5 separate regions of the Mus musculus genome follow, and all the other regions are linked to region 1. The links are chromatin contacts, called in public HiChIP or PLAC-seq and promoter capture Hi-C maps. All regions are on one chromosome and are shown on one strand. Each heading gives the region's core, a stretch centred on a gene start, on an enhancer-like site or on the middle of the called end of the contact. The rest is flanking DNA. Distances are from core to core; before and after follow the strand shown.

Region 1 (5,838 bases), core at 3,143-5,642:
TCTCCAGTGTTTTTCAAAAAAAACATAAGAATCGGGACGTTGTACAACTTGTTTTATGATGCTGGAATCAACCTGATATTGAAGCCACCTGAGAGAGAAAGCAGGGGAGCAGGGGGCTGTGGTGGTGTTTACTTGTAATTCCAGCACTTGAAGTCAGAATTACCACAACTTCAAGGCCAGCCTGGTTCCAGGTCAGGGGCTACAAAGTGGAGCTCAGTCTCAAAAGAGGGAAAGAATGTGAATCACAGCCCAGTACCTTTTGTTTTTAATTAATTAATTTTATTTATTTATTTATTTTTATTTTTTGGTTTTTTTTTTTTTTTTTTTTTTTTGAGACAGGGTTTCTCTGTATAGCCCTGGCTGTCCTGGAGCTCACTTTGTAGACCAGGCTGGCCTCGAACTCAGAAATCTGCCTGCCTCTGCCTCCCGAGTGCTGGGATTAAAGGTGTGCGCCACCACGCCCGGCTGTTTTTAATTTATTTATCATGTATACAGAGTTCTGCCTGCATGGATGCCTGCAAGCCAGAAGAGGACACCAGATCTCATTTTAGATGGCTGTAAGCCACCATGCAGTTGTTAGGAATTGAACTCAGGACCTTGGGAAGGGCAGCCAGTGTTCTTAACCTCTGAGCCATCTCTCCAGCCCAGCCCAATATCTTTTTACAAGCATGAGCATAATAAGCCAATATGAAAACAGTGTTACTTCATGACTGAATTACGTTTTTCTAGAGATGGATAACTGGTTCAATGCTTGTAAATTAACCAGTGCCGTATACCATATTAACAAGCTACAAAGAAAACCTACACAATAATACTAATTGATCGTTAAAGTATGTGATATAATCCTACACTCATGCATATCAAAAATTTCCAGCCGGGCAGTGGTGGCCCACGCCTTTAGTCCCAGCACTTGGGAGGCAGAGGCAGGCAGATTTCTGAGTTCGAGGCCAGCCTGGTCTACAGAGTGAGTTCCAGGACAGCCAGGGCTATACAGAGAAACCCTGTCTCGAAAAAACAAAACAAAACAAAAAACAAAAAACAAAACAAAACAAAAATTCCTGGAAATACAGCAACAGGAAAGAGTTTCCTTAATCTGATAATGAACATCCATCAATTTGTCTATCCACCCATCCATCTATAGATATATATCCATCTATGAAACTTTCAACCAACAATACCATCCTTAAAGACCAATCGTTTTCCCCCAGAAGTCTCTGTTACAATTCCCACTAAACAGAGTATATAAGAGCAGAGACAAGGGGGCTGGAGAGGTGGCTCAGGGGTTAAGAACACTGACAGCTCTTCTGAAGGTCCTGAGTTCAAAATCTCAGCAACCACATGGTGGCTCATGACCATCCGTAATGAGATCTGACTCCCTCTTGTGGTGCATCTGATACAGTGTACTTACATATAATAATAAATCTAAAAAAAAAAAAAAGAGCAGAGACAAAGGTCAGGCAGAGAGGCATATGGACTAAGGGAGTGGGAACAGTTCTTCCATGGTCACAGGATTGGTCAGACAGGACTATAGATTCAAATACACATTTCTTCCTGCCATTTATAACTGTTGGGGAGGAAAATTAGTTTTCTCGAATGAAGTGACACTGGGTGTCCTAATCACTGCAGGGTGGGCCTCATGTTCAGGAGTAGTTGACGTATAATGTACTCCTCAGTTTGTGTGTGCTTTTATCTCATTACAGTCTGGTATTTTTGGTGTGTCTGGGGGCGGGGGCTGTTTTCCTGTTTTGGGGGACTTTGTTGATATATTAGGGTTTTGTTTTTTGAGAAAGAACTTAAAGTTGGGTGGGTAGGGAGGTGTATAGAGTCTGGAAGGAGTTGGAAGAATATAATCAAAATAAGTTTAAAGTTAAAATTTGTTTTAAATAATATATATTTATATGTATAATTTATATACATCTCATCAAAGAAGCTTCAATTTGACACATTTTTCAAAGACCCCTGAATGTCCTGAATGTCACTATACACACCAGGCTGGCTTCAAAGTCACAGGGACCTACCTGTCTCTACTTCCTGACCTCTGGACTGACTAGTGGTGAATGCTGCTACCCTCCTCTGCCTGAACCTTTAAAAATTAGAAAGATTGCAACCAGGTGGTGGTGGCGCACGCCTTTAATTCCAGCACTCAGGAGGCAGAGGCAGGCTGAGCTATATGAGTCCAAGGCCAGCCTGGTCTACAGAGTAAGATCCAAGACAGCCAGGGCTACACAGAGAAACCCTGTCTTGAAAAAAAAAAAAAAGACAAAAGACAAAAGACAAAACAAAGGATCTGGCTCGTAGTTGAGTAATAATTTCTCCACTCACCTTGACAGACAGTAAAACCCAAAAGGCTAAATAATCTATCTCTGCTCCAGAATGTGGTGTAAGGGTGAAATGTACCTGGTGCCAAGTGACTGGGTCCTAACTGCTCCTTCATGTCCCAGGGTAGTACTATCATCCCTTTCTTTCTTTTTTTAAATTTTATTTTATTTTATTTTATTTTTTGGTTTTTCGAGACAGGGTTTCTCTGTATAGCCCTGGCTGTCCTGGAACTCACTACCAGGCTGGCTTCGAACTCTGAAATCTGCCTGCCTCTGCCTCCCAAGTGCTGGGACTAAAGGTGTGCGCCATCATGCCCAGCTCTATCATCCCTTTCAAAGGCTTTCCTAACTCCCTAAAGTGTACATCTGTCCTCCTTACACTTTCGCACATTTTTTTGTTATGCAAGCCATAACAAAATATTGTATATTTATTTTTTAAAAAAATTTATTTATTTAATATACGTAAATACACTGTAGTTGTTTTTAGACACACCAGAAGAGGGCATCTGATCTCATTGCGGATGGTTGTGAGCCACCATGTGGTTGCTGGGATTTGAACTCAGGACCTTCAGAAGAGCAGTCATCGCTCTCTGACCCACTGAGCCATCCCTCCAGTCCTGTATATTTCATCATGTATTTACATAATGTCTTTACCAAACTGTGTTTTCCGTGATGACAAGGATTCACTTGGTTTTAGTAACCAGCTTCTAGGCTAAAACAGGCTATTCAACTACATGTGAATCAGGTGTGCTTGTATTGCCTGTCTAGAGCAGAGCCTCACAGGGCACATGAAGTTAGGGTGACAGTCAGCAGTGGTGGGCATTTCTTCAGTAAACATTGCTTTGATGAGTTTGTTGTTTCCCATCCTCAGATCTTTCTGACTTACTGTTCCTAATCTGTCTGTCTGTCTCTTTTTTTCTGACAATGCCCTGACTAAAGGAAATTGCTCCACTATAGAGAGTGCTCTCCCAGGGCTGTCTTCATTCTTTTTTTTTTTTTTTTTCTCCCTTTTGGTTTTTCCAGACAAGGTTTCTCTATGTAGCCCTGGCTGTCCTGTAGACCAGGCTGGCCTCAAACTCAGAGATCTGTCTGCCTCTGCCTCTCCCTCTCGAGTGTTGAGATTAAAGGTTCATTCTGTTTTAGTGTTTCTCACTGACCTGGCTTCCTTGCTCTCCCCACCTTTTAGGGCTTAACTGTCCCTGTTTTGCAGGTAGCCCAGGCAGGCAGAAGCCTGGCCTTCTACAGCTAACCCCACCGTCAGCTTCCGTTATTGGTACTCTCTGAAAATGGATTTTTTTTTTTTTTTTTTTTTTTTGAGACAGGGTCTCTATTGCAGCTCTGGCACTCGCAGACCAAGCCTGCCTTCACAGTGATCCCCGCCTCTGAATCCTGAGAAAAGGCATGAGCCACCATATTTAGCATTCTCGGCAGATGTTCAACAGGGCAGCTTCATACTTGTGAAGACAGGGGTTCCTGGACATGTTCTAGAATCGTCTGCTGTACCAAGCAATATACGTAAAAACCAGGAATTAATGACTATTAATTAACACTACCTCACTAATTTGATTCCCTATAGGAAGAGCTGAACACAAGTCTGATTCCCGCCCCAACCCCGTACCTCATTTTTTGATACATGGTTTGTATACGTAGCCCTGTCTGTCCCAGAACTCTCTTTGTAGACCAGGCTGGCCCCAAACTCAAGAGATCCGCCTGCCTCTGCCTCCCGAGTGCTGGGATTACAGGCGTGCGCCACCACCATGCTGATTCCCTTTCATTGTGTTAGCAGGAAACGCGGAGAAAGCTGGGGACTAATGAAACATTTGAAACGTCCCATCTTCGTGGGGAAGGAAGCTGCTTTCTTTCTTTTTCCTAGGGCCGTCCGGCCGCCACCACTCTGCCCAGGTCTCCAACTAGGGGAGCGGAGAATTTTCACCAACGGAGCCGAACGCTGACGACTACCGGGAACAAGCGAAACCGGCACGCTCATCCTCCCGCATTAGTTCCCAGTAGGGAACTATTTTCCGGTACACTCTAGGCGGTCCAACTCTTTTCAGAAGAGCTTCCGGTTTCCACCCACCTACTTCCGCTGTCCCCACCTCTTTTCTTCCGCCACCCGGATATGAGCCGTTCTCGCGAGAGCCGTCCCTCTTTCTAAGCCGGCGATCCGTCAGGTAGGTTCGCGGGCCGCAATGTGGCCGCGGTTTTTCGCAGAGTTTGGGGGAACAGACTCTTGGGGGGCGTCCGGGGCGGCAGAGCCTGCTCCCCGGGGTGGGATGCAGCGGATTATCCGCCTTGCGCCCGTAGATGGCCCCGGCTTTGGCGGCCCGCGCCCCAGGTGACCGGTGGCACCTTCCTCCCCTCAGGGTGAAGCCATGTTCAGCTCGAGCGCCAAGATCGTGAAGCCCAATGGCGAGAAGCCGGACGAGTTCGAGTCTGGCATCTCTCAGGTGAGCTTGTCGCCCGGGTGCCCCCCGCGATCGCGCTTGACCTCAGGGTCCCCTGACCCCCGGCATGGCGCCCACGTTCTCTGTCTCCCCAGGCGCTGCTCGAGCTGGAGATGAACTCCGATCTCAAGGCGCAGCTGCGGGAACTCAACATCACCGCAGCCAAGGTGAGCGGGGACCCCGGAGTGCGCTCGCTCGCTGCCCACGGGTGGTTGACAGCCTCTATTCCCGGGGCAAGAGACGGGAGGGCAGCAGACAGGGACTTCCAGTGCAGGCCAGTCTCACGCTTAAGTCCGTGCTGCCTTCTGCACTTGATTGCTGGACTTTTTTTTTTTTTTTTTTCTTTCCCCACTGACATTAACCTTAACTTTTTGGAAGTGTTTAGACCCAGTACCACTCGGTTGAGGATCAGTGGGTGTTTCTGAGTTTGGCGTTTGACAGGTGTTTCGTTTTTGTAAGTTAGTATTTTGCTTCTGTTAATGTACATGCACCTTGCGTGTTCCTGAAACTTGAATTACAAATGCTTGTGAGTGCTGGGAACTGAACCTGGGTCCTGTGCCCTGAACTACCACTGCTCAGCCACCCAGGGAGAGTGTTAATTTTATTGAGTTTTTTGGTCAATTTCATAGTGTTGGAAAGTTTTGAATTTGGAGAAGAGCCTTACATCAGAGATACCCAGGCCATGGTGAATTTAAAGTTGACCTTTCTAGATGGTTCAATCATGTTGGGAGATCCTGAGGTGGCACATGGCCAGAGTCATGGTCTGATCAGACTCACCAGACAGAATCTCTTCTAACCTAGGCTGGTCTCCCGACTTGGATTGTAGTTGAGGCTAGCCTTGAACTCCGTCCTCCTGCCTCTACCTCTCCAGTGCTAGGATGATGGACATATGGACATAGCTCTCTGCTGGCCTTTTGGTGTCTCTTGTAGAGTCACCGGGATTGTGCGATGGAGGCTCCACCTTAGAACCTCAATATGAGCGTCATGGTTTAACTTGCGAACCCCTAGGCTATGTCCAAACCACAGGAGAATGTTTGAGGGGGGAGTTGTTTGCTGGTTGTGGCAGAGCATATTAA
Region 2 (6,056 bases), core at 1,711-4,210, 710 kb before region 1:
GAAAAAAATTAATTACACAGGTGGCATCTTGAAATAAACTTGATCCAGCTTCATGGCTGATCATTTTTACCTTATGTCTGTCACAAGGTATGCTCAAAAGTGGTATCACCATGGCTTCACGCTAATCAGCTGGTCCTCATCGATTTGTCTTTACAGATTTGCTTCCAGATTTCATTTTACTATTACAGGTAGTGCTGCTCTGAACATTTGTGCACCGGTCTTTGAATACACAAGGGGGTGTTCTTATCTCTTGGGGAAATACCAAGGCAGAGAACAAACAGATTACATATATAGTGTTAGGAAACTGACAGCTTACTTCCCAAAGTGGCTGTGGAACTTTACATTCTCACTGCAGTGGATGCTAATAGCCCCACTGGCAGCAGAGATGGGTGTGTGGCCTTTTTTAGGTGTACAGATGGGTCACTGGGGAGCCTGGGTGCACCCCAGAAGCTCTGGCACTACCCACAACCACACACTCCATCTCTGTTTGATAATAACCCTGTGCCTTACTGACCCAGGGTATGCCTTCAGATCTGTTCACAGCTCTGAGAGTGAACAGTCTGAGAGCACACAGCACACTGAGCACTCTAACGAAGTCAAGCAAACATCTAGTACTGTCCCCTTAGTCGTAGAACCTGACAGTACTGTGGACAGAGCCCTAAAGTCTGCTGCACCTGTGTTTCCTAGAGTGTTCTGTTCATTCATTTTAGATAATATTTTAAATATCATGCTCTATCTCAGCAGCATTATTGAATGCTGTTTCAATAAAATTGGCAAGGAAAAGCTATGGCAACATTTATATTTAAACTTTATTAAAATGTACAGAATTTATATTTAACCTTCATTAACATGGAAGCTGGAAGATGGTATGTGCACAAAGATGAAAGGCTGTGACTTGAGGTCCCATCTCTCAAGGAATTTGGAGCATGTTGAAGGATTTGTAGAAGCTACATAGTCCAGGTACTGTGGACTTTATGTTGGAGGTCTCTAAAAACCCAGAATGAATCTCTGTTGTGCCAATAACTAGGTGCATGCACACACACAGTCAGAGTTTAACAGGGAGGAAGGCATCCTAGAACAGATGGGGCAGTCCGGAGCCAGTATACACCCCAGAAGCTCTGGCACTACCTACAACCACATATTCCATCTCTGATAGTAACCTTGTGCCTTACTGACCCAGGGTATGTCTTCTACTGCCTGGAAGGGACCTGAGAATTATGTCAAAGCGTCTCCATCCCTGTAGATGCTGGAGGTACATAACTCTAAATGGTCACCTGAAAGCAAGGAACTGTATGTGGTACTCACACCATCAGGACCAAGGCCTGGGGTGAGTAGTCAGTGATGAAACAATGCCAGAAGATGGCAGTAAGCTCTGTTTCCTCAGATCTTGCATCATGGGAAAGAATTGTGTCCCTATCAAGTCCTTACCTTTCCCTGAATGGAAGGAACCCTCCTGGAGGAGACAAGTGGCTTTCCTGTGTCCTGGGAATCTCATAATGTAAAGGGATTTCCAAATGATGCCCCCCAACAGGAAAGGGAGTCTGTCTCAGGGACAAATCATCGGAACAACCAGTACCAATGTGAGTGTGTGAGCTGCTCACCTGGTACCTTCTTATCCTCATGGACCAGGCAGCCGGGGTCAAAGGGTGCGACCTATGAGCTGCAGCTATAGATTCAGCACTGTGATGGACTCCATGTCTGTAATAAGGGCTCAAAGTTCAGGGGTTGCAGCACCCAGCAGGAAACTTAGCTTCCCTGAAAAGTATCCACCAGGGCTGCCATATAAATTCCTGGCCTGGTATGTTCCCTTGGCAGCCAGGAGTGCATATTTGAAGCCCCAGATTCCCAGCAATGACATCACACTTGCTCCTCCGAGGACACAGTAACTCTAATGTACCCCCAGTTCCCAAGTATCACCTCCACTCAGTTCTCTAGGGCCCTGCAGTGAGCCGAGCTAGGAGGCATAACTGACATCCACTGAATCAGCTACCACACATCAGCGCTTAGTAGGTATACCTTCTAAATGATCCATCACCCAGCGCCATGGCAACACTTAGTAGGTGCTCAGAAGGGTGATTACAAAAGACAATCACCATAAGGCTTGAAAAACTGCTCACGCAGTAAGAGGGTCTCATACTGAACAATTATTTACCTATTATAAGAAAGCGGAACCAAGGTGGAATTTGTTATTGAGAGTGGCCATTGAATGGCCATGTGTTGTGTATAATAAATGTGTTCACATCAGCAAAGTAAATTCACAGGCTATTATAAAATTTGAAATAAGCTTGATAAGAATGGTCCAGGCTTAAAAGAAAAAGTATCTCCAAAAGAAGTATTGACAATTGAATACTAACTGGGTGCCTGAGAAGATGGTTCAGTGGGTAACGTGCTGGCTGTGCCTGAGAAGTATAGTGTAGCTCCCCAGGGCCTACATAAATGCTGAATGCTCTACGAGGCTAGCTACATTATCCTAAGCAGTAGCCTCTGAGTTCAAGTGAGAGATCTTGTGTTAACATATAATATGGAGTGCCATTAAAAAAAAATACACCTGAGACAAACCACTGGCTTTCATATGTATACACACACCCACAACACACTTGCACACATATCACATTATGCACAGACATTAAGAAAAAAAAAACCCTCTAAATGAGGCACAGTGACTCACAGAGACCAGCATCACCCCAGGGATGAATGGGACTTGCCTCCCACAAATCACAGTTTGTGTGTGTCCCTAGGGGAAACACTCAGAGTTGCTGGTAGTTCTGAAAATTAATGGATGATTTTAGCCCACAGGGAAACACAGAGGCAGCATCTCCCAGCATCTACTTAGCATTTACTTTTCCAAGTGACAGCCCTTCTCCATATTTCCTTCTTGTAATTGTTCAAAAGATACAAAGCCGAGAGCCCGCACTGTCGGTGCTGTAAACAGCCCGACGCCATGGGAAGCGAGCCACCCTGGCCGCTGATCCATACACAGCTGTGTTCTGAATGGGAATTCTCCTTGCATCTGCATCCTGCTTGACAGCAGCGCCTGGCAGGTTTTATGTGCAGCATTGGCCTTGAAATGCCATCACCCCCATTAAGTGAGCAGTGCAGAAAACATCGAGGGTCCTCAGGCTGAGAAGGGTGTTCAGGGCCAGGAGCTGAACATTCTTTGCTTCTCCCACATGGAAATATCCTTGTGCATTTTTAAATGTAACTCCGGTTGGCCCGCCTCCATCTCGAGTATAAAGCTTGTTCCAAGGATGAGACACACATGGTTCTTTCTCCCAATTTCTCATGCTGGAGTTATCCTTGGCATCAGTTCCAACATCCATCCCTCTCCCCAGTACAGCCCCCAGATCAAGGACCTGCAATCCCCACACTATATATCACAGAAATATGACCTCTCTGTTTTTAGTGCAGAGGCATTGGAAGTGCACCCTGCCAGGCAGCTGTGGTGGGGCAGTGAGGTGAGGGTATAGGGGGAAGGCATGGTGAAGGCTCTATCCCTTGCCAAATTTAAGGTGAACCTCCTCTTCTGGTCAGCTAGTGACAGCACCCATGGCAGGGACCTGATTCTCACCCCACACTGGCTTCCTGTCCTCCCCATCCTCCCTCTCCGCCACCTTCGATACCAGTGTCCTCCTGGGGCTGGAGGAGAGCACAAGGAGTCCTAGCCTTTTCCTTCCAGGCCCCAGTTAAACAAGCCCATCAGAGCCTTGAAAGCTCTCTCTGCCCTTCCTGCCTCTTCCTTTCATCTGAAGCCTGCTCCACCTCCTGGGCATCTGCAGAAGCCTCTCTGCTTCCTGGAGAAGCGAGCTGAGCTCTTTGTCCATTGGCTAACTTGTGCCTTGGTCAGAAAAAAAGATGGAGGCTCAGTGCAAGGCTCTGCCCTGTTTCCTGTACTCTCTGCCCTGCTCCCCTCTCACCCCACCAGGGCATATTGGCATATAACCACCCTTCCTTCAGTCTGCTCCTGTCATGGTGGATAGGCTGTTAATCCTTCAAAAATCCCACTGTGGGGTGTGTGTGTGTGTGTGTGTGTGTGTGTGTGTGTGTGTGTGTGTGTGTGGTCTCTGTGTGGCTACATTTTTATGTGTGGGCACATATGCATTCATATTAGGTCAGAATATAACCTTAGGTTTGGTTCTCAGAATGCTTACTGCTTTAAAAGCTTATTTTTACCCATGTATGTAAGGGATCTCTGTAAAAGTGTCTGCCACACAGTGTGGGTACCTGTAGAAGGCAGGAGTGAGCACTGGATCCCTTGGAGCTGGAAATAGTTGTGAATCACCCAGTTTGAATGCTGGGAACAGAACTCCATATTCTGGAAGAATAGCAAATGCTCTTTAACTGGCTGAGCCTTCTCTCTAGACACTCTCCTTGTTGCTCCTGTTCCTCCTCCTCCTCTTCCTCATACTTCTTGTTTGGTGTGTGTATTTGTTTTGTTTTGTTTGTGGGTGTTTTGTTTTATTTTGGTTTTGTTATGTTTTGTTTTGCTGAGTAGCTTATTGGCCCGGAGCTGGGCTTGCAAGCACATACCATCATGCCTGGCTTTTTTTTATATGGGTTTTGAGGTTGAAATTCAGGTCCTTATTCTTGCAAGGCAAGAACTTTATCTTCCAAGTCATGTCCCCATCTGGGTATTTGTCTTTTAAAAGCACAATGAAGGAGCTGTGTGTCTGGCACGGGTCTGTCCATCTGCATAGTCCTAAGAGAGGAAAGTTGTGAAGGTCTTATGGATGAAATGACGGTGAAGATGTTTAAGTCACTGTTCAAGGTCACTCAGCCTGGAAGCACAGCTCTGCTCAGTGCTGGCGACGCCTGGCCTTGACCTTGTCCTCCTGAGCCTACCGAGCCTCCCTCGGGGAGGGCAGGACAGCATGGCAGCAGCACTGAGCCCATTCAGAATCAGCCTCACCTTCACTGCTTCTTAGGATTCTCCAAATAGCCCACTGTGTTTATTTACAAACCCAGCACCCCTTAGATCCCAGCACTTATGTGGGCGGGGACCAGAAGTCTGTCTGTGTAACCAGACTCCAGGTGAGTCTACACATGTTAAAACTGGGAAAGCAAGGGAGAGAGAGAGAACAAAGGAGAGTGAGTGAGTGAGGGGGGAGCAAGAGAAAGGGGGAGGGAGTGGAGAGGGAGAAAGAGAGAGAAAAGTAAGAGGAGGAGGAGGAAAAATGCTATGCACTTTGCATCTGAAGTATCTCTGCCTTACCATGTGTAAATACTTACTCCAAAGCTACTGGCACTATTAGGGGATGTTAGAACCTTTAGAAAGGAAGGCCTGGTAGGGAGAAATTAGGTTGTTGGAGACTTAAATTTCTTCTCTCTCTCTCTCTCTCTCTCTCTCTCTCTCTCTCTCTCTCTCTCTCTCTCTCTCTGTGTGTGTGTGTGTGTGTGTGTGTGTGTGTGTGTGTGTGTGTGTGTGTGTGAGCAGCTGTGCTCTGCCCATCCTCCCTACCCTGATACCTCTGCACAAACCCACAGTAATGGGGCCAAAGAACCCTGAACTATACTCTATGAAACCATGGGTGGGAAGAAAATCTTTCCTCCTTTAATCTACTCAGGCATTTTACCACAGTAGTGGAAAGTTGAATAAGACAGTGGCATTTTCCATCTGTCATAGCATCACGAGCACGCATTTTCTGTCAGAACCCAACTTCCTCACAGGACAGAGCAGTACCGGAAGTCTTGGGGATGGTGACTGTCACTGGCAGAATAGAGGTGGGTTCACTGATCTGGGAATGCAGGCTGGAGTCTAAAGCCTGAGCCAGGGCAGTGACAGCAGGGCTCCTTTATTTTGTGAAGAACCCTAGATGTTGTTGGGGCTGAGTCCTGCCTACTTGGTCCCAGTGTAAAATGGCTGCTGTCTTTAGGAATGTGCTTCTTGGGTGGGCAGCCTACTGGCCCTGTGTCATCACTACCCTCAGTCAGAGAGACTGTGTACCTTAGCCACCTTCTCCTTCTTGTACTAGAGAATACCTCCAAGATCGAAACATTCTATCCTGTATGGGAGCTCCTTAAGCAGAAAGATAAACAACTCATAATAGCTTCAGGAAGTC
Region 3 (6,154 bases), core at 2,727-5,226, 610 kb before region 1:
TATAGCATGAGCACCCAGAGTGTCACTTGCTCCAGATTAAAACCAGCACCTGGAGAGAAGCCACAAGTGCGGTGAAGGCAGAGAGCAGTCGAGCGTTGGCTGGAGTCACTGCCCATGCAGGCTCAGACAAAAAATAAGCTTCTTGCAGAGAAGCAAGCCCTGGGTTGTGCTCTGGACACTGACAATGTTATGAGATTTGCTAGAGGAGCCCTGACTTATTTTAAAGAACAGCCTATTGCCACAGTGGCCACATAAAAGTCCTTAAATCAATTCCCAGTGATCCCAAACAGCCTTAAAGGAAATTGACCAACTTCTCGGTCTTTGGTGACCAGTGTCTGACCATTCCCTTGACCTCTGCTCACGAGTCTGCACTGATGGTCAGAGCCTGCTATAATCAGCGGGTTCTACGTCTGCATTCTTTCCATATACTTCTGGTCATTCATGCCTGTGAACTCTGGCTGGGAAATGCCAGGCCCTTTCTCCTTCTTTCTCCAGCAGAAGAGCCTACTATTCTGAACTCTCATCGGTGTTCACAGCCAGTGAGATGTGAGCATGCTGTGTAAGAGCATCTAGGTAATGTGGAGGCCATGGCTTACCTTCCACGCATCTCTATGCATCCTACTCAGTTCCAACCAAGGTGGTTCTCAATCCAGGGTAGAATGGTGTAGCAGAGACAACTTCCTCGAGAAGGACATTGTGCTGAAGGTCGGTGAACTTGGCCTTGCATCTGCTACAGAATGGCACTGGAACCTTCCCCTGATTCATGGGGTGTGACACTCAGTTCAGCAGAAAGAAAAGCACCCTGCCTCTCTTGTGTTTTCTGCCCAAGGGTGGGTGAGCAGGAAGTGTGAGGTGCTGTCTCCTAGTGGATCACCTCGATGATGTCCACGGGCCCTGGAGAAGAGGGCAATCCTCTGCATCCTTCAGGGCTGAAGGATGGAATGATAGTTCTCCCCAGACACAGAGTCCTAGTCCTCAGAAAAGACCTGGGTAAACGGGTCATTCTTTAAGTGTTCACTGTCTTCATCCATCACACAGACAGTGCCTCATGACCACAGCGGGTTCCAGCTCGTCTCACTGCCCCTATGTCAACCTTGGGCAGTTACCTGCCTGCCTGGGCTTTATCCCTCATGCTTCTTACTATGACGATAATGGACTAACACTCCAAAACTGTAAACCAGCCTCAATGAAATGTTTCCCTTTAATATAGTTGCCTTGGTGATGGTGTCTCATCACAGCAATGAAACCCAGCTGAGAGAAGACAGCCATGGAAGAAGTGATAGCTGGGCAAGACTGGTTGGACTTTGGTGACAGATCTCAGCAGCCTCTCCACCAGTGCTGAGTTCAACATGTGAGACCAGAAGAGGAATGGGAGACGATGTGGTGTCTCTGCTTTCCCTTCCTTTGGGTCTTTATACTGAGTCGCACCATGCCAACTGACACATTCTAGAGTTGTTCAAGAAAAGGGAAACACAGCTGAAAAAAAAATCCTTCCATCAGATTGGCCTGTAGGGAAACCTGTGGGACATTATTTCTAATTTGTAATTGATGGGGGAATAGTCGATTGTGTGTGGTGCCACCCCTGAGCTGGTGGTCCCGGGGTCTATAATAAAGCATTAAGTAAGCCATGGGGAGCAAGTTAGTAAGCAGCATCCCCCGATAGCTCTTCCTTAGCTCCTGACTACAGGGTCTTACTTTGAGTTCCTGCTCAGACTTCCTTAGATAATGGATTGTGTTGTGGGAGTGTAACCCAAATAAACTCTTTCCTCCCAAATTCTTTTGGTTATGGTATTTTATCACAACAATACAAACCCTAACCAAAACAACAACAACAAAAAAATACTATAAAGCCCAGTCTATCTTGTCTATGTAACCCAGGATGACCTCAAATTTGAGATTTCCCTGTATCCACCCCTGTGTTCTGAGACTACAGATGCATGCTGCTGGCTCTGCTACTGCTGTGGTCTTTTACCTGAGAATAATGAGGACAAGGCTGAGATGAGGAAGGCTGATGGAGAAGATCCAGCAAGAAAGTCGAGACATTGGACAGTGGATGTCAAGTGGACCCTATCTGCCAGACATCTGGATAAGGATATCATTTGAAAAGCTGGAACAGGTAGAGTCGAGAAATGTTTGTGAACTAGAGATGTGAGGCACGGAACCCTCCCACGGAGAAACATTGAAAACAAAGGGAAGGAAAAATAACCAAGGTGTAGCCTTGTGCCCCACCAAAGTTGCAAGGTCAAGATTCAAGGCCAGGTGAATTGGTGCAAACTTTTAATCCCAGTACTAGGGAGGCAAATGCAGGCAGATGTTTGTGAGTTTGAGACAACCTGCTCTATATAGTGAGTATCAAGCCAGCTGTGGCTATATAGTATTGAGACCCTGACTCTCAGAAAGAAGGGAAAAAAAGAAGTTGGAAGAACTAGAAATTAGGGGAAAAATAGTGAACTGAGAGGCAGCAGAGATGAGACGATTCCATGACCTCTAAGCCAGAGAGAGAGTAGCAGGAAGACTACGAGGCATCAGCAGACTGGAGTCCTAGTCCAGTCAATGACTACAGATTAAACACCATGGGAAGAAACTGGAAAACCTAGGTGAAAGCCATCCCAGCTCCAGATGTGCTGAGCTTTTATGGAAACTCTACTTCACAATAATAGGCCGGACAGAAGATTGCCGTTGCCTGGATCTACATTGGCGGCTACAACAAGACACCATAGCTGTTTGTAAACACAGAAACATGTGCATTCTTGCTGTGGATTCTGGATTAATGAGCCCACAAAAATCTCTTCTACTGAAGGCGCTCTGTCTCTAAAATGGCGCCCGTTGCTGCGCCCTCTTGTGGTACAAAGCAGAAGCGCGAGGGGGTCTCTACTTGCCCCAGTCCTTTGTCAGGGCCTTGGACTATGAATGTGGAGCCCTAGATACCCAGACCAGGGTACAGAGGACTGGGGCTCTGAGGGGAGGGGTGTCTAACTGAGCGGGAGCAGTCAGGTGAGGCAGATGGCTAGAAAACCTAATTTAATTTCCATAATAGGCAGTGTCCTACAGTACTCTCTTGGTAAGCTTGAGACAACTAGAGGAAATAAAGGTTCTTTCAATACCCAAATCCAGTGGTGAATATGGCAGGTTGGGTGAGGGAAGGTAGAAATCCTACGAACTACATGGCCCTTCCCTGGAACCACAGTACCCCTGTGGGGGAATCTTCACTGAGCCACCTCTTCATTTGGCCAAAGCTGCTCCTAAAAATCCCCATTATCCCTGCCTGGGAGAGCTTCATGCCCACGTCCCCTCTTACACCTTCCTCAGAAAACACCCATACTTACTTGCCTCTCCTTCCCATGTTTGATTCATCTTTTTTTGCACTGCCAGTACCTAGTACCATCTTTGGGTGTGGGTCAGAAATATGTTGGGAGAATGAATATGTGGTATCATGACTTACAAAAATCTCAAATGCTGAGATTCCCCGATTTCCTTGTAGAAAGGATTGGATATCAGGCAGTGGAGGGACTCTAGGGAGTTAGTAGCCTCCTTTGAACTCAATATCCAACACACTGCCCACTGGATTCAGGTCACCTGGTCCATGTCCAAAGTGTGAGAAGCAGACACCTATCTCAGCGCTCTCATGAGAGATGGAGGAAATCACTAAACTCCAACGTTGCTTATGGCCAAGGACTTTGGGGCCACCATAGCCCTATTCTTTCTTGGTCAAATAGGAAGGAGATTTCCTACTTCAACTCACCCTGGCACACTTGCCCAGGCCTGCCCTGCCATGAAGATGGACAGACAGGCATGGTGGATTTCTTCCTATGTTGCAAAGACAAACTTAAAAAAAAAAAAAAAAGCGTCTTCCATTCTGCATCTGGTTTGTCTATTTCTCTGGTCTTCTCGGCAGAGAGCCAGGTCCTCCTTGTTCATTTTTAACTTACCAGAGCGTCTCTCCTCCCCCTCCCCATACTGCTGCTGGGGAGGCCATTATCTTTTGAGCAATCAATGCTTGGCAGAGGCCCAGGCAGAGGATGGCTGGGTCTGCAGGCTGTTCCTCAGGATGCTATTCTAAATAAATGTGCAGGCTTACAAAAAGGACAAATATCAAGTAAATCTCGCCTATAATGTCCCATCAAGTAATATTCGTGAAGATTAGCTGCAAGAACCTATGAATTTGGGGACATATAAATAACCCTGCTTTTGACAAGCAACACATATACTTTTTTTAAAAAAAAGAGCGAAATGTCAGGAAATTCATTTCTGGAGATCCACGGAGATGTGCACATCAACAGGCTGCTACCTTGGTAATAAACTCGGGGATGTAAAATACGGCTTGCATCTCTGAATTCTCACACCCTCATCAGCAGCCTGGAAGAATGGAAGCCAGGGGAGCCCTGACTTAAATCAGGGGCAGTGAGCTTCTCTGGAAGCAATCTCCATCCAGTTACTTCTCTCGGAGGTGGAACTGTGAAAAGAGAGGGTAGGGAACAGAAACAAGACCGGCCTAGGCCTCTAGGGATGAGCACAAGGAAAATGTAGAGGTGACAGCTCTTGGCATTGATTGCAGACAGCCTTATCAATAGATCCATCGATGTGCTCCCACGGGGAGAAGCACCTGGGCTCTGTGAAAGGTTTGTGTGGACATTTTAAAATCTATCTTGTCACCAAGTGCATGGAAGGTGACTGTCCTCAGAAGATTTTAAAGTGTGAGTCATTTCACCCAGGACCATTTTAATTTGCAAGTCCAGATCCGAATCTAAATCCGTCGGGATAAAAATATTTCTCTCACCCTAAGAATTTGGATAATTTCTAATTATTCCAATTTTAAGGCTTTACCAATCTCTAAGATCTATCATTAAAAGCCTTGACCCTAAATCATCTCCAGGGCAGTAGAAAAGATGAAGGCGTCTACAGCAAGGCTTTGGGGGGAGGGGCTTCTAACGAGTGTGCGTATACACTCTTACTTTCAGGACATTTTACAGTGGCTTAAGTCAGATGGTAAAAGAAAGTTCAATTGATTGTCTGATTGGCCTGCTCCCTTTTGGGTTTCTTGTTTTGCTTACCTGTGGGGTTCCTTCTATCCCAAGGAATGTCTTCATCCATCCCTGCTTTCCTGCATCTGAGATTTGGGTAGCAGCAGACTCAGTACCAGTGAATCTGCATGTGATAGTTCACTGCTGCAGCAGACCCTGGCAGTGGGTGTTGTATTTGTACAGAATACACTCAGAAGCTGAGGGTTAGACAGGGCACTGACTCCAGGGCTGATGAGGGCAGAGAGCCTCATTATGAGGCTCTTGGGGGCCCACAGATGAATAGCCCTGCACTGTACCACCTTTGGAAGCTCACACAGATAGCAACACTAGGATGCAAGGTCGATGTGACAAGTGATGCAGTGCAGCCTGTTCAAAAGGTCACGGAGATCCAGGGGAGAACAGCATTTCCTGCTGGTATCCAGGGAGACGCTTTAGGAGGCAAGGGGACCTGTGGGTAGGGGAGGGCAGCTCAGGGGCAATTACAAATTTTCTATGACAGGGCTATCAGAGCTGCAAATAAGGACACATGTGCACATGAAGATATGCATTAGCATACTCATGGGCAACGCAATCGCCTAATTGTGTGAAAAGATGTATAAAAGCCACAGCAGATTCATGGAGATTGTCACACTGCCATAGCTGCCCCCAGAGGGGAGGGTGCAAAGCTGTAAAGGATGGAGAGAGCAGAAGAGCTTGAGAGGTGATGTCAGGAGTAGAGGACATCCGATGTCACCTGTGTCAAGTGCAGAGGAGGCTAAGAGCAAGGTGAAGACCGGGGTGTATACGTGTCTGTTGTATTCAAAGGAGGCATCAAAAGGCTTAGCAGGACCTGGGAATGGAGAAACATCAGAAGAAGGAGGCAAAGTGAAGGACTTATCGGCAGGGAAACAAAAGGTTAGAAGAAAAGGGATGGTCCTCTGGGCAAAGAGAGCTGTGAAAGACATGAGTTGCCCAGAGGGTTAGTAGATCAAGACTACCCTTCTCCTCAACACCTTGCTCAGTGTGAGATGTGGTCACAGAGTATGTCCACATGGAGGACTCCCCTGAGAAGTGTGTGGGATATTCAGGGGTCAGGCAGCACCTCATCTTGAAGAAGACAGGATCTGGGAGTGAGCCACGAGCAGCGCCAGGGC
Region 4 (6,008 bases), core at 376-2,875, 760 kb before region 1:
GACAGATACAAACAGACATAGCATGTGTGCTCTTTGGCCCTGTGTGCTGGCTAGTTTTATGTCAACTTGACACAATGTATAGTCATCTAAGAGGAGGGAGCCTCAATAAAGAAAATGCCTCCACAAGATCTAGCTGTAGGGCACTTTCTTAATTAGTGATTGATGGGGGAGGGCTCAGCCCACAGTGTCACCCTTGGGCAGGTGACCCCGGGCTTTATAAGAAAGCAGACTGAGCAAGCCAGTGGGAGCAAGCCAGTAAGCAGTACCCTTCCATGGCCTCTGTATCAGCTCCTGCCTCTGGGTTCCTCCCCTGCTTGAACTCTGTCCTGATTTCCTTTGATGATGAACTGTGATGGGGAAAATAAACTGGATAAACCCATTCCTCCCCAAACCCATTGCTTTGGTCATGGTGTTTCATTACAGCAATAATAACCCTAAGACACAACATAGAAAAATGAAATTTTGTCTATGGGCATGGAGAGTGCACAGAGTTAGAAATCACCCTTCTTTTATTCCACCTCCCCGCAAAATGGCACAAGTGACCTTCTTTCATAGGTGTGTTCATACAACAAGCCTACAAGGACTCCAATAACCACACCTCCACACATGCTCAGAAAAATAACATTGATAAAATATCTCTTGTGGAAACACCTCTTATTAGAGAATCAGATGTGCCAAGTTCTACTGAGACCTTGAAGACAGAGTGTCAAAAAGTTTGTGTAAATGTGTGAAGCTTATATTGATGACTCTCTAGGAATCAGATTAATATGTCTGAGCTGGATGTATGAATATGAGCAAGGTCAACCTGCACACTTAAAAATTCTGATCTCCAGCAAACCACAAAAATCAGATGGAGAAAATAAAGATTTGGAACATCATGAATAAAATCCACTAAGGTACATGGCTCTCGATGAAGAAATGTGAGTGGCGGTGTCTCATTAAAATATAGTATGGTGGTTTGTATATACTGGGCCCAGGGAGTGGTACTTTTACAAGGCATGGTCCTGTTGGAATAGGTGTGATCTTGTTGGAGTAGGTGTGTCACTGTGGGTGTAGGCTTTAAGAGCCTCATCCTAGCTGCTTGGGAGTTAGTATTCTGCTAACAGCCTTCAGATGAAGATGTAGAACTCTCAGCTCCTGAACCATGCTTGCCTGGATGTTGCCTTGTTCCCATCTTGATGATAATGGACTGAACCTCTGAACCTCTAGGCCAGCCCTAATTAAATGTTGTTCTTATAAGAGTTCCCTTGGTCATGGTGTCTGTTCACAGTCGTAAAACCCTAACTAAATGTACAGCATCCATGAGTAAAAGTGTAAAAGCATAGGAATATAAGATTCAGTACAATGGGGTTTTGTGATCTGTTCACCAACAGTCTAACCACCTGAGTCCCCTTGGCTTTAGCCCTACCTACTTCCAGGGTAATTCTTCTGACTCACATTGCCACAGATTGCTATTGCATTTCTAGAACTTACATAATAGGGTCAGGTAGGATGGAGTCTCTCATGCCAAGCGTTGCTCAGAAGATCTATCAGATTGCAGCAAGAGGCTCTGATGGAGTCATCCCCAGCCCTCACAGCACCACATGTGACTCCATCTCTATGCCTGGAGTCTTCCTAGCACTACTGGGCTTCTGGTAAGTTTCCAGATCTGAGTCATTAGGAACGATGCTACAGCGCTGTGTAATCTAGCTGCCTCCCCATCTGCTTCCCAGAGCTTTATTCCACCAGAAATAAAGGAGAAATTTGGCCATTCCACATTACATCTCCTTGACCCTGGAAGTTTGTGGTTTTCTTTTAGCTCTTCTAACGTTGTTCGTGGTAGTATCACATTGAAATTTTAACTTCACATTCCTGAGCATAAAGGAAGTTGAGCACTTTGTAAACTATGCACTGGCAATTTTAACATGTTTTGTGAGCTATCTGCTTAAATTGCTTGCCTATTTCAAAATTTCTCTTGTTGTTGAAGCTCTTTACATATTCTTCTCTAGTCACAAGCATCTCTGTCTTCTCCCCCAGGTTTGTCCTCAAGCTATCTCTATCTTTTTAAAGAATATTTTAATAATTTTTTGAGAATTTCACATAAGTTATTTGGTCATATTCACCCCTATTTCTCCACTAACTCCTTTCCAACTCATCCTCCCTTTATAATTACTATGCTTTGTGTAGTTGTTTTGTTTTGTTTTAATAATCTGTTAAGTCCAATTTTACTGTCCATATACTGTGTGGGACCATCCACTGTAGCACTGTGGTATCAAAGGCTATACCCTTAAAGAAAACTATCATCTAGAAGCCATCAATGCCCATAACTCAGTTGTGGGTGGGGACTGATGAACCCTTTGCCCCTCCATGTAATAGTGTCTTTTGGCAAATACTTCTTTTGGTCAAAACTCTTTTCTTATTTAAGAGATATTTGCTTATTCCATGCCATAAAGGAAGAATATAGCATGACAGCATATACCTCATAGCATGATAGCATATACCTCAGTCAAGGTTGCTGTGTCACTCAAAGCTCTCAGGCCTGGCAAGGAGGAGCCATGGAATAGAGGAGCATCAAGGTCCATGTTGCTACAATGATGCTCCAAGCACAGAACAGGGGCTGGAATAGGCAAGCCTTAGGTTTCTCCACAGTGAAGACCCTGCGGTCCAGGTGTGTGCTGGGAGGCCTTGGTTGGGATTCACACCCTGCACATAGAAGGTCACCTTTCCTGATGGCTTGACCGTTAGCATGTTTATCCTGCAGTTAGGAATCAACTTGATTATCAAAGCTATCAATGTAGAAACCCACACACATTTTCCCATCAAAGACTATATTGACCTGAGTACAGTGATGTTTATCACTACCTTTGAACACAGTTTCTTAAAATATGATGAAAAGTATCTGCATCTCTCTAAAAACAAAAAAATCATAAACATGCAACATACACACCGCAATTCCTAGCCAGTCCACAGTGCTCCAAGGCAGTGTGGGTCAAAGTGGATGACTCTGATTTGGAGTGTTTGCTCTTTTGCTTGTAAGTCAAGAGTGCTCTGGCAAGGGACACTAGGGACTAGAAGGTCCAATTTGCCAAGTTGCCAATGCCCCTGTGAAAGAACAGCAAACAACTCCATCTCCATCTGCCAAGGTGTCTCTGGGAACACTTGACTTTTATTCTTAGCTGCTATGGTCAAAATTTATTTTTTCTTACCCCTTACAAAAGTACAGATACAGTATTTTAAAAAGCCTTGCCCTCTCTTCTTAAACTTTGCCTCTCTCCCTCTCTCTCTCTCTCTCTCTCTCTCTCTCTCTCTCTCTCTCTCTCTCTCTCTCTCTCTCTCTCTCTCTCTCTCTCTCTCTCTCTCTCTGAGTTTGTGTGTGGTGTGTGTGCATATGTGTGCACATGCACACATACTCCATGGCACTCATGTGGAGAGCAGAAGGCAACTGTGTGGGGTCAGTTCTTCCATCTACCTTTGTATGGTTTCTAGAGATTGAACTCAAATCACCAGACATGAGAGTCCAGGGCCTTCATTTACCAAGTCACCTCACCAGACCCTTTCTTCCCCTTTATTCCATCTGCCCTCTCCCCTTGTGAGATGTGCTATCTCTATTCAAGGTCTTCCCTATTTAGTTAACCTTCCATGGAAATCTCCCAGGGACCTAGAGGAGCACTGAACTCATTGAAGCACTCCCCAGTTGAATAAAGGTGACCAGCCAAAAAATTTACTATTACAATTCACACACATGTCTGTGTACAACCGTCTCTACGTTATTATGTGTACATATTATGCTTTTACATGTATTTCTGCACAAACATGTGCTGTGTCTACACACATACATACACATATTGTTTCTTTTTTTTCCATTTTTTATTAGGTATTTAGCTCATTTACATTTCCAATGCTATACCAAAAGTCCCCCATATCCACCCACCCCCACTCCCCTGCCCACCCACTCCCCCTTTTTGGCCCTGGTGTTCCCCTGTACTGAGGCATATAAAGCTTGCAAGTCCAATGGGCCTCTCTTTCCAGTGATGGCCGACTAGGCCATCTTTTGATATATATGCAGCTAGAGTCAAGAGCTCCGGGGTACTGGTTAGTTCATAATGTTGTTCCACCTATAGGGTTGCAGATCCCTTTAGCTCCTTGGCTACTTTCTCTAGCTCCTCCATTGGGAGCCCTATGATCCATCCATTAGCTGACTGTGAGCATCCACTTCTGTGTTTGCTAGGCCCCAGCATAGTCTCACAAGAGACAGCTACATCTGGGTCCTTTCAATAAAATCTTGCTAGTGTATGCAATGGTGTCAGCGTTTGGATGCTGATTATGGGGTGGATCCCTGGATATGGCAGTCTCTACATGGTCCATCCTTTCATCTCAGCTCCAAGCTTTGTCTCTGTAACTCCTTCCATGGGTGTTTTGTTCCCAAATCTAAGGAGGGGCATAGTGTCCACACTTCAGTCTTCATTCTTCTTGAGTTTCATGTGTTTAGCAAATTATATCTTATATCTTGGGTATTCTAGGTTTGGGGCTAATATCCACTTATCAGTGAGTACATATTGTGTGAGTTTCTTTGTGAATGTGTTACCTCACTCAGGATGATGCCCTCCAGGTCCATCCATTTGGCTAGGAATTTCATAAATTCATTCTTTTTAATAGCTGAGTAGTACTCCATTGTGTAGATGTACCACATTTTCTGTATCCATTCCTCTGTTGAGGGGCATCTGGGTTCTTTCGAGCTTCTGGCTATTATAAATAAGGCTGCTATGAACATAGTGGAGCATGTGTCCTTCTTACCAGTTGGGGCATCTTCTGGATATATGCCCAGGAGAGGTATTGCTGGATCCTCCGGTAGTACTATGTCCAATTTTCTGAGGAACCGCCAGACTGATTTCCAGAGTGGTTGTACAAGCCTGCAATCCCACCAACAATGGAGGAGTGTTCCTCTTTCTCCACATCCACGCCAGCATCTGCTGTCACCTGAATTTTTGATCTTAGCCATTCTGACTGGTGTGAGGTGGAATCTCAGGGTTGTTTTGATTTGCATTTCCCTGATGATTAAGGATGTTGAACATTTTTTCAGGTGCTTCTCTGCCATTCGGTATTCCTCAGGTGAGAATTCTTTGTTCAGTTCTGAGCCCCATTTTTTAATGGGGTTATTTGATTTTCTGAAGTCCACCTTCTTGAGTTCTTTATATATGTTGGATATTAGTCCCCTATCTGATTTAGGATAGGTAGAGATCCTTTCCCAATCTGTTGGTGGTCTTTTTGTCTTATTGACGGTGTCTTTTGCCTTGCAGAAACTTTGGAGTTTCATTAGGTCCCATTTGTCAATTCTCGATCTTACAGCACAAGCCATTGCTGTTCTGTTCAGGAATTTTTCCCCTGTGCCCATATCTTCAAGGCTTTTCCCCACTTTCTCCTCTATAAGTTTCAGTGTCTCTGGTTTTATGTGAAGTTCCTTGATCCACTTAGATTTGACCTTAGTACAAGGAGATAAGTATGGATCAATTCACATTCTTCTACACGATAACAACCAGTTGTGCCAGCACCAATTGTTGAAAATGCTGTCTTTCTTCCACTGGATGGTTTTAGCTCCCTTGTCGAAGATCAAGTGACCATAGGTGTGTGGGTTCATTTCTGGGTCTTCAATTCTATTCCATTGGTCTACTTGTCTGTCTCTATACCAGTACCATGCAGTTTTTATCACAATTGCTCTGTAGTAAAGCTTTAGGTCTGGCATGTTGATTCCGCCAGAAGTTCTTTTAACCTTGAGAAGACTTTTTGCTATCCTAGGTTTTTTGTTATTCCAGACAAATTTGCAAATTGCTCCTTCCAATTCGTTGAAGAATTGAGTTGGAATTTTGATGGGGATTGCATTGAATCTGTAGATTGCTTTTGGCAAGATAGCCATTTTTACAATGTTGATCCTGCCAATCCATGAGCATGGGAGATCTTTCCATCTTCTGAGATCTTCCTTAATTTCTTTCTTCAGAGATTTGAAGTTTTTATCATACAGATCTTTCACTTCC
Region 5 (6,031 bases), core at 2,520-5,019, 910 kb before region 1:
AAGGCCGCTCCTCTCTAGATGTGAAGACAAGAGAATCCATATTGTGGAGGTGAGTATGCCTGCCAGAACACAGTGGTCCAGGTCCAGAGGAATGTGGTCAAGTTCAGGAGCTGACAAATCAGGGGACAGGAAAACTAGACTGAGGAGACCCACCACTGGGATTAGAAGGGAGGGAACCCTAAGGTTGCTCACACTCTGAGGAGAAGAGCAAGGCTAGCTGAGCTGTGACAGGAGGGCATCCCTGTGCCCCTGTCTCACACACGCTGTTGTCTCATTATCCTTTCTACTCAGCATCCTCTTCCCCTGATTTCAGTGTAACCTGCATTACAGTCCTCCCTGCCCCCAGCCCTTATTTCTTCCTAGATCACTTGTAGTAACTAAGCTCCAGACAGTGGGTGGCCTCTCTAAGTCTATCACTGCTGACCAAACAGCCTGAGTACACTAATCCTGTGACCCGAACAGTCACAACAGTACACAAATGCCTGGCATTGCAGTGTCCCCGTAAAACTTTATTTACAGAAACAAGCAGTGGGTGGGGACCACTGAACACCTCTGATTGCCTTTGTGTGAAGCCACAGGTCTGGCATTTGGAGGAAATGGTTGGTGTCTGAGGATGTCGTACACAACAGAGTTGATGTGGTTAGTGTACCCTGAAGCATGCTGGGAATGGATTAAAAATGAAAAGCCTAATTGACAATTGCTCTACTCTATGAAATATGAAAACGACAGTGTGTTTGCTATATTTAGTCAAGAAAAAAAGTATATAAACATTTGCTTTTGGTTGTTGTGAAACATGGTCAAGTGTGATCTAGGCTGTCTCTGGCTGATGACAACCTTGAACTTTGGACTCTCTTGACTCTAGCTCTGGAGTACTGGGTTTACAGGCATGCGCTATCACACTTGATTTTATAAGTTGCCGATGAGCAAACCCAGAGATGCACACATGTTAGGCAGGCATGTTCACCCCGTGCCTGCCTTACAGTTTATTCTGTGATTTTTTTTTTTTTTGAGTTTGAACCTGCCTTGGAAATTAGGTGAAATTAACCGTGATGGTTGCATATCTCTGTCAGCAATCTCTGCACGTCCACCTAAATTCATCTCCTGTTAGCAGAGCCAGACAAGGCGAGAAGCACACTGCGGACTGGATTCCCAGGAAGCGTCTGAGACAAGTACCTGAAGAAGTTCCCACTCTGTGTACTTCACTGTCCCACTAAGCTGCTTACTTCTTTCACATTCGACGGCTGAAATGAATCCTTCAAAGCAACTGTTGGCTTAAATACACAGATACTAAGGATCTATTTTCCAGATATAGATATCTAAAGATCTATTTTCCAGAAAAACTTTAATCCAGCTCAGCCCCACTATAGCAATTATTGGAGCAGCTGTTGGTTTAAAAAATAAATCACAAAATAGGAGATATTTTCTATGTCTCAGAAGTAAGTGTGTCACTCAGTGTGTGCTCGCAGACCCTCTGTGGTAGGAAAGGTGAGTAGAGATGCCATTCGAAGGTCGGGGGTGGAATCAAGAGCCTAGCTTTGTTGCACAAGCTCTCTGCACTGAGCTACATCCCAGCCTGAGATGTCAAGCTGATGGCTGGTTTTAGACAGTAGACTCACATATTGAACTTCAAGGTCAAGGGTATTCTTTTCAGACCCCTGGATGTGACGTTACTGAATCTGTAGCAAAAGGCTCAAGTCAGTCTCTCTCTCTCTCTCTCTCTCTTTCTTTCCTTCTTTCCTTCTTTCTGTGTGTGACCCCAAGTCTTTCTTTCTCTGTGTGACTCTGAGTCTGCTGGATCAGGAGGACCAGCAGCATCTTTTTCTGCCTAACCTTGAGTCTGGGTTATCTGAGTTCTGTATCTGTCTTTGCTTTCCATCTCCTGCTGTTTGATTGGACAGAGTAAGTCCTGAAGACAGAGATGGTCTTCTCCTTCTATAGATCTTAAAATTAATTGTGCCTCTGCCCCAAAGGAGAGAGAGTGGGCTGCCTCTCTGATTCTATCACTCCTGACCAAAAAACCAAAGACTAATCATGGTTTTCTCAAAGGTCCTTTGGGGGGGGGTGTAGGATAGGGAGACATACAACTATTTATTGTCTAAGAAGTATCAAAGGGTTCGAATAAGGCAGGACTCACTTCTATCACAGGAGATAAAAGAGAGAAGATTTTTCAGAAATCAGGACTTCTTGTGTGGGACATCACATACAGGAAGTCCGAAGCTATTATGGTTCAGGTATAAATGGCCCCAAGGCTCAAGTATAGAAGACCTATCCCGGCTGGTGATCCCCACAGGTGGTTGAATGATGAGGAAGTTGACCTCATCAATAGGTCAATCCATAGATCCATAAATGAATGCACTTTCATGAAATGAGGCCTGTTCAAAGAAAGCAGGTCACTGGGGGAACATCTCTGAATGGTGTATCTTGTGTTTGGTCCCTTCCTGTCAGTCACTTTGCTAGCTGGCGGGCAGGAGGGGAGCAGGCTGGCTACACCATCACCTTCCACCGAGTGTTTCTGCTCTACCACACACCTAAAAGCAATGGAGCCAGTCATGAACTGACCTGAAACCTCAACCATGAGCTGGCACCAGACAGCATAACGCAACGGAGCCAGCCACGGAAGCTACCTGTGATGCCATGTGACAAAATAGACCTTGCTTTGTTTATTCTGATTCTTCAGGAATTTTGTCACAGCGATGAAAAGTTAACATCATCTTTACAGTACATCTAAAGGAACTCAAAGCAGGCAGTGACAGGGGTCTGGATACTGGAAGGACTTATGATGGCTCTCCCCATAGTGACATCACGCCAATTTCTAAATAGCAGGATGCACAATGGAGCAGAGACTACCACTAGAAATTGGAGTGAAGAAGGAAATTCACTCTGAATCACCACAGGGGTTGTGAATGTTGGTGGTGATTTGAATGAGAGTGGCTCCCTAGGTTCAAGTATTTGGATACTTGGTCTCCTGTTGTTAGGGCTATTTGGATGGATTTTAGGAGATCTGGCCTTGTTGAAGGGGGTGTGTCATGGCAAGGGAAGTAGTGGAGTAGGGGTGGGAAATGAAGGGTGGTGGAGGGTATTTGAGGTTTCAAAAACCCACATGATTCTCAGCTAGCTCTTTCTGCTTTGTATTTGTGGGGCAGATCTGAGCTCCAGAGCCATGCCTGCTAGCCTGCTGCCATGCTGCAGCATGATGGTCCTAGACTTGCCCTCTGGAACTACAAGCCTCCATATTAAACCTTTTGTCCTATAAGTTTCCTTGGTCATGGTGTGTTAGCACAAAAATGTAAAAGTAACTAAAACAATGTGAGGCAATGAGGTGCCTACCAACAGCAGCACCTCAGTCCCAGCATCTACACTGGGGTGAGGTCCCCTGCATCTCTCACAGGAGCACAGATCAAGTCACCATCCACCGTGATACCCACGCCCACAGAACTGGTAAACTGTCCTGGTCTCTGGGAAGGTAGCACTGTCATACACACATCTATAAATACAAGGCAATCTTCCTTGTGAACACTCAGGGGAAAGAGGATGGATGCCACTGGGAAGGGACAGGGGAGGCTTTCTGGAAACACAACCTTTGAAGAGTGATGGGATATGGCTAATTAGGGATCCACTATGAGCAGAAGGAACAGAAAAGGTGGTCCTTACACAGACCATGAACAGAGTGGTCAGGCTCTCCGTCAGACACAGAGGACAGAAATACAACCATGAGGTGCCGACTGTAGCTTTCCCGGAGTCTCCCACACCACAGACTACAGATGATTGGCAGGTTGTGCAGTGGGGTACCATGAGTGAATAAGTGACAGTCCCAGAGAAAGCGTGGAAGGGGTGGAGGGGAGGCAGCAGTTGGGAGAGCTATTTTAGAGATGCAATTGGCAGGAAGTAGCCACTGACTGGCTGCCAGATTAATTATCCCAGAGAAAAGCTCTGGCCTTGTCACTCAGCCACACAAAAGCTTTCCGTAATTTCCCGTTATCAGGAGAGTGAAGTCATAGGCTCATCACCAGAGACTGTTGTAAGGTGGCTTCTGACCCCCCATGACCTACTCCGCCTGTCCTCCAGGTGGCTCTCGGGTGTCCCTGTACAGAAACTGCCTTCTCACCCAGAAATATTCTCTAAATTACCCCCAGAGGAGCATCCTTCTTATGAAGCTGATCATCTCACTTGGCCTGGCCAGAGTTCTTCCCCCGGCTTTATAGCTATGGGATTGTGGCAAACATCCACCACATGTTACCCCCATCACTATCCTGCCTGGCAAAATCTCCTCTGAGAAACCCGGACCATCCTGTCGGCAACCCTCCCCTACCTTTATCATACCTCCTCGACTAAAGGGCAGCGCTGGCTGGTTTTCTCCTTACTCACAGTCTTTCCCCCGAGGAGGATCTTATCTAAGCAACGATTTCACCACAATCATTTAGATCGAAGGGGTTGTAGCAGAAATGCCCCTCACACACAGCCAGCCAGAGAAACCATTATAGCAGAATCGAAACCCACAGACATTTCCTACTCCCTCTGTCCACATTCAGGGCACCTGTTAGGTTCTGCTTAGGGATTGGCATTTGGTCTCTCTGCCCTTCTGGCAGCACACAGCTTCACCTGTGGCTCTGGATCTGAACACAGACAGAGATCTAATTTCAAGACGACTTGGGACAAATGAAGAATTTGGGATTTGCATAACAAGATCATTCAGGGAATCAGAAAGGGAAGCTGATGCCCAATCTAAGTAGGTAACACCAGTCACACTGCAGCTCTCCCATAACAACTCCCCTAGATCAGTAGCCCCCCTACACACACACACACACACACACACACACACACACACATACACACACGAGCTGGCCGCACATCTGTACCCAGCCTCCGAATTCTGTGCTGGTATAGCAAGACACAGAGGCAGTTGTGTCCTGGATAAGGCCGCTGGTCTACCTCATCTGATAAACATCCTCCCAGTTCTCCTTATCTAGTATGGAAAATGGTTTACAAGATGGGAGGTGTGCAGTAAAACTGGTCTTCAATGGTTGTCTCAGCTGAGGGCTCTAGACCCACTTTTCTATTAGGAAGCACATCACCAGATGGTATCCTCTGAAGTAAGACCCCAGGGTTGGGAAGAAAGAAGGGGAGTGGGCATGCTCAATTGCACTTGTATAAGCCAGCCCTCAGGTACTGTGTAAGATGGGAGACAAGGCCAGGTCTCCATGTCTCATCTCTTTGACCACAGCTGGCTTTTAGACCTGCATATGACAGAGAAAAGGGTAGTGGAGCAAATACGAGTCAGAAAAGCTTCCTCCTTGGCACATACTCTTGTTGTCCTGTTAAACCTGTGCTGTCCCCTGCTTGCACCAGGCTTGATGGACAGATGCCCATAGTGAAGGATTAGCAAGCAGCCACACTTTATCAGAAAGGTCTGAATATTCCACCCAGTTCTGATCAGCTTTGCAATACCTTGGGCTACCCGTGAAGGAGTGTGCCTCTGCCTCAGCTGTTAATGGGCATGCCTAAGCAGGTTAGATTCCAAATGTGTTTCCTTATCATAGTCAGGCCCTCCCGTTAGCTCTTTAATGGTCAATTACAAGGGCTGCAGGAGCTGGGTACATAACTGTGCTGCTGGGGGAAGGGAGCAATCTGATCTTGGGGTGGGGAGAATGGAGGAGAGCCTGCAGGCCTGGTTTGGAAAGGCACCCATCCAAAGAAAAAGTCTAATGGGAAGCAAAGGGGTCAGAGTCACCTGGAAAGTCTGCTGTGCCTCCTTGCTACTCTCCAGCCTGCTTCCACGTGGGTCTGATCCCTCTCACACATCCTCATGTGAGGCTATGGCAGGTTTAATATTACAGAGAATTCTCACTGCTTTCAGGGCTGTGTGTGTGTGTGTGTGTGTGTGTGTGTGTGTGTGTGTGTGTGTGTGTGTGTGTGTATGTATCTATTATATACCCTCTCTGTCTAACCTGTGATAGGTGTGGGACAGATAGGTAGAAAGTGGGACATTAATACATGGGAATACGGAGAGGCTCTAGCCAGAAGTAGATGGAGA

The links. Promoter capture Hi-C pulls out the DNA fragments that hold promoters and counts their contacts. HiChIP or PLAC-seq counts read pairs in DNA pulled down with a chosen protein or histone mark.
Region 2: a promoter capture Hi-C map of hippocampal neurons shows a contact between it and region 1, with 2.4 times the contacts expected there. The contact joins the enhancer-like site here to the promoter of Rps7 in region 1. A contact is called at or near these places in 2 of 39 promoter capture datasets (hippocampal neurons and liver) and 3 of 115 datasets of contacts at active chromatin or transcription factors (differentiating embryonic stem cells, embryonic hindbrain and stem cell-derived neural progenitor cells).
Region 3: a contact with region 1 is called in a promoter capture Hi-C map of hippocampal neurons, with 2.7 times the contacts expected there. The contact joins the enhancer-like site here to the promoter of Rps7 in region 1. A contact is called at or near these places in 3 of 39 promoter capture datasets (embryonic stem cells, hippocampal neurons and neural stem cells) and 3 of 115 datasets of contacts at active chromatin or transcription factors (embryonic midbrain, embryonic stem cells and stem cell-derived neural progenitor cells).
Region 4: a promoter capture Hi-C map of hippocampal neurons shows a contact between it and region 1, with 2.9 times the contacts expected there. The contact joins the enhancer-like site here to the promoter of Rps7 in region 1. A contact is called at or near these places in 4 of 39 promoter capture datasets (cranial neural crest, hippocampal neurons, liver and 1 more) and 2 of 115 datasets of contacts at active chromatin or transcription factors (bone marrow-derived macrophages and stem cell-derived neural progenitor cells).
Region 5: an H3K4me3 HiChIP or PLAC-seq map of forebrain shows a contact between it and region 1, with 4 times the contacts expected there. The contact joins the enhancer-like site here to the promoter of Rps7 in region 1. A contact is called at or near these places in 6 of 39 promoter capture datasets (embryonic stem cells, hippocampal neurons, liver and 1 more), 8 of 115 datasets of contacts at active chromatin or transcription factors (VIP interneurons, embryonic basal ganglia, embryonic forebrain and 5 more) and 1 of 9 other capture datasets (embryonic stem cells).

Annotation. Positions count from the first base shown.
Region 1 is chr12:28,634,507-28,640,344 of GRCm38.p6, reverse strand. Rps7 (ribosomal protein S7) reads left to right here and starts at 4,392. Exons shown (of 7, transcript NM_011300.3): 1 at 4,392-4,489; 2 at 4,682-4,765; 3 at 4,858-4,929. The coding sequence starts at 4,691.
Region 2 is chr12:29,340,510-29,346,565 of GRCm38.p6, reverse strand. No RefSeq gene overlaps it. Among named protein-coding and RNA genes, the nearest start is that of Gm31650, 96 kb to the left of the region's middle. Within about 2 kb of position 2,960, at least 25 of the 459 cell types and tissues checked have an H3K27ac peak or open chromatin away from gene starts, as enhancers often do. A contact at or near this core is called in hippocampal neurons, where this site is marked.
Region 3 is chr12:29,245,348-29,251,501 of GRCm38.p6, reverse strand. The region is part of intron 1 of Gm31569 (a long non-coding RNA gene); the gene reads right to left. Among named protein-coding and RNA genes, the nearest start is that of Gm31569, 43 kb to the right of the region's middle. Within about 2 kb of position 3,976, at least 18 of the 459 cell types and tissues checked have an H3K27ac peak or open chromatin away from gene starts, as enhancers often do. A contact at or near this core is called in hippocampal neurons, where this site is marked.
Region 4 is chr12:29,387,593-29,393,600 of GRCm38.p6, reverse strand. No RefSeq gene overlaps it. Among named protein-coding and RNA genes, the nearest start is that of Gm31650, 49 kb to the left of the region's middle. Within about 2 kb of position 1,625, at least 12 of the 459 cell types and tissues checked have an H3K27ac peak or open chromatin away from gene starts, as enhancers often do. A contact at or near this core is called in hippocampal neurons, where this site is marked.
Region 5 is chr12:29,545,854-29,551,884 of GRCm38.p6, reverse strand. All of the region lies in intron 1 of Myt1l (myelin transcription factor 1-like), which reads right to left. Among named protein-coding and RNA genes, the nearest start is that of Gm20208, 18 kb to the right of the region's middle. Within about 2 kb of position 3,769, at least 37 of the 459 cell types and tissues checked have an H3K27ac peak or open chromatin away from gene starts, as enhancers often do. A contact at or near this core is called in VIP interneurons, forebrain and hippocampal neurons, where this site is marked.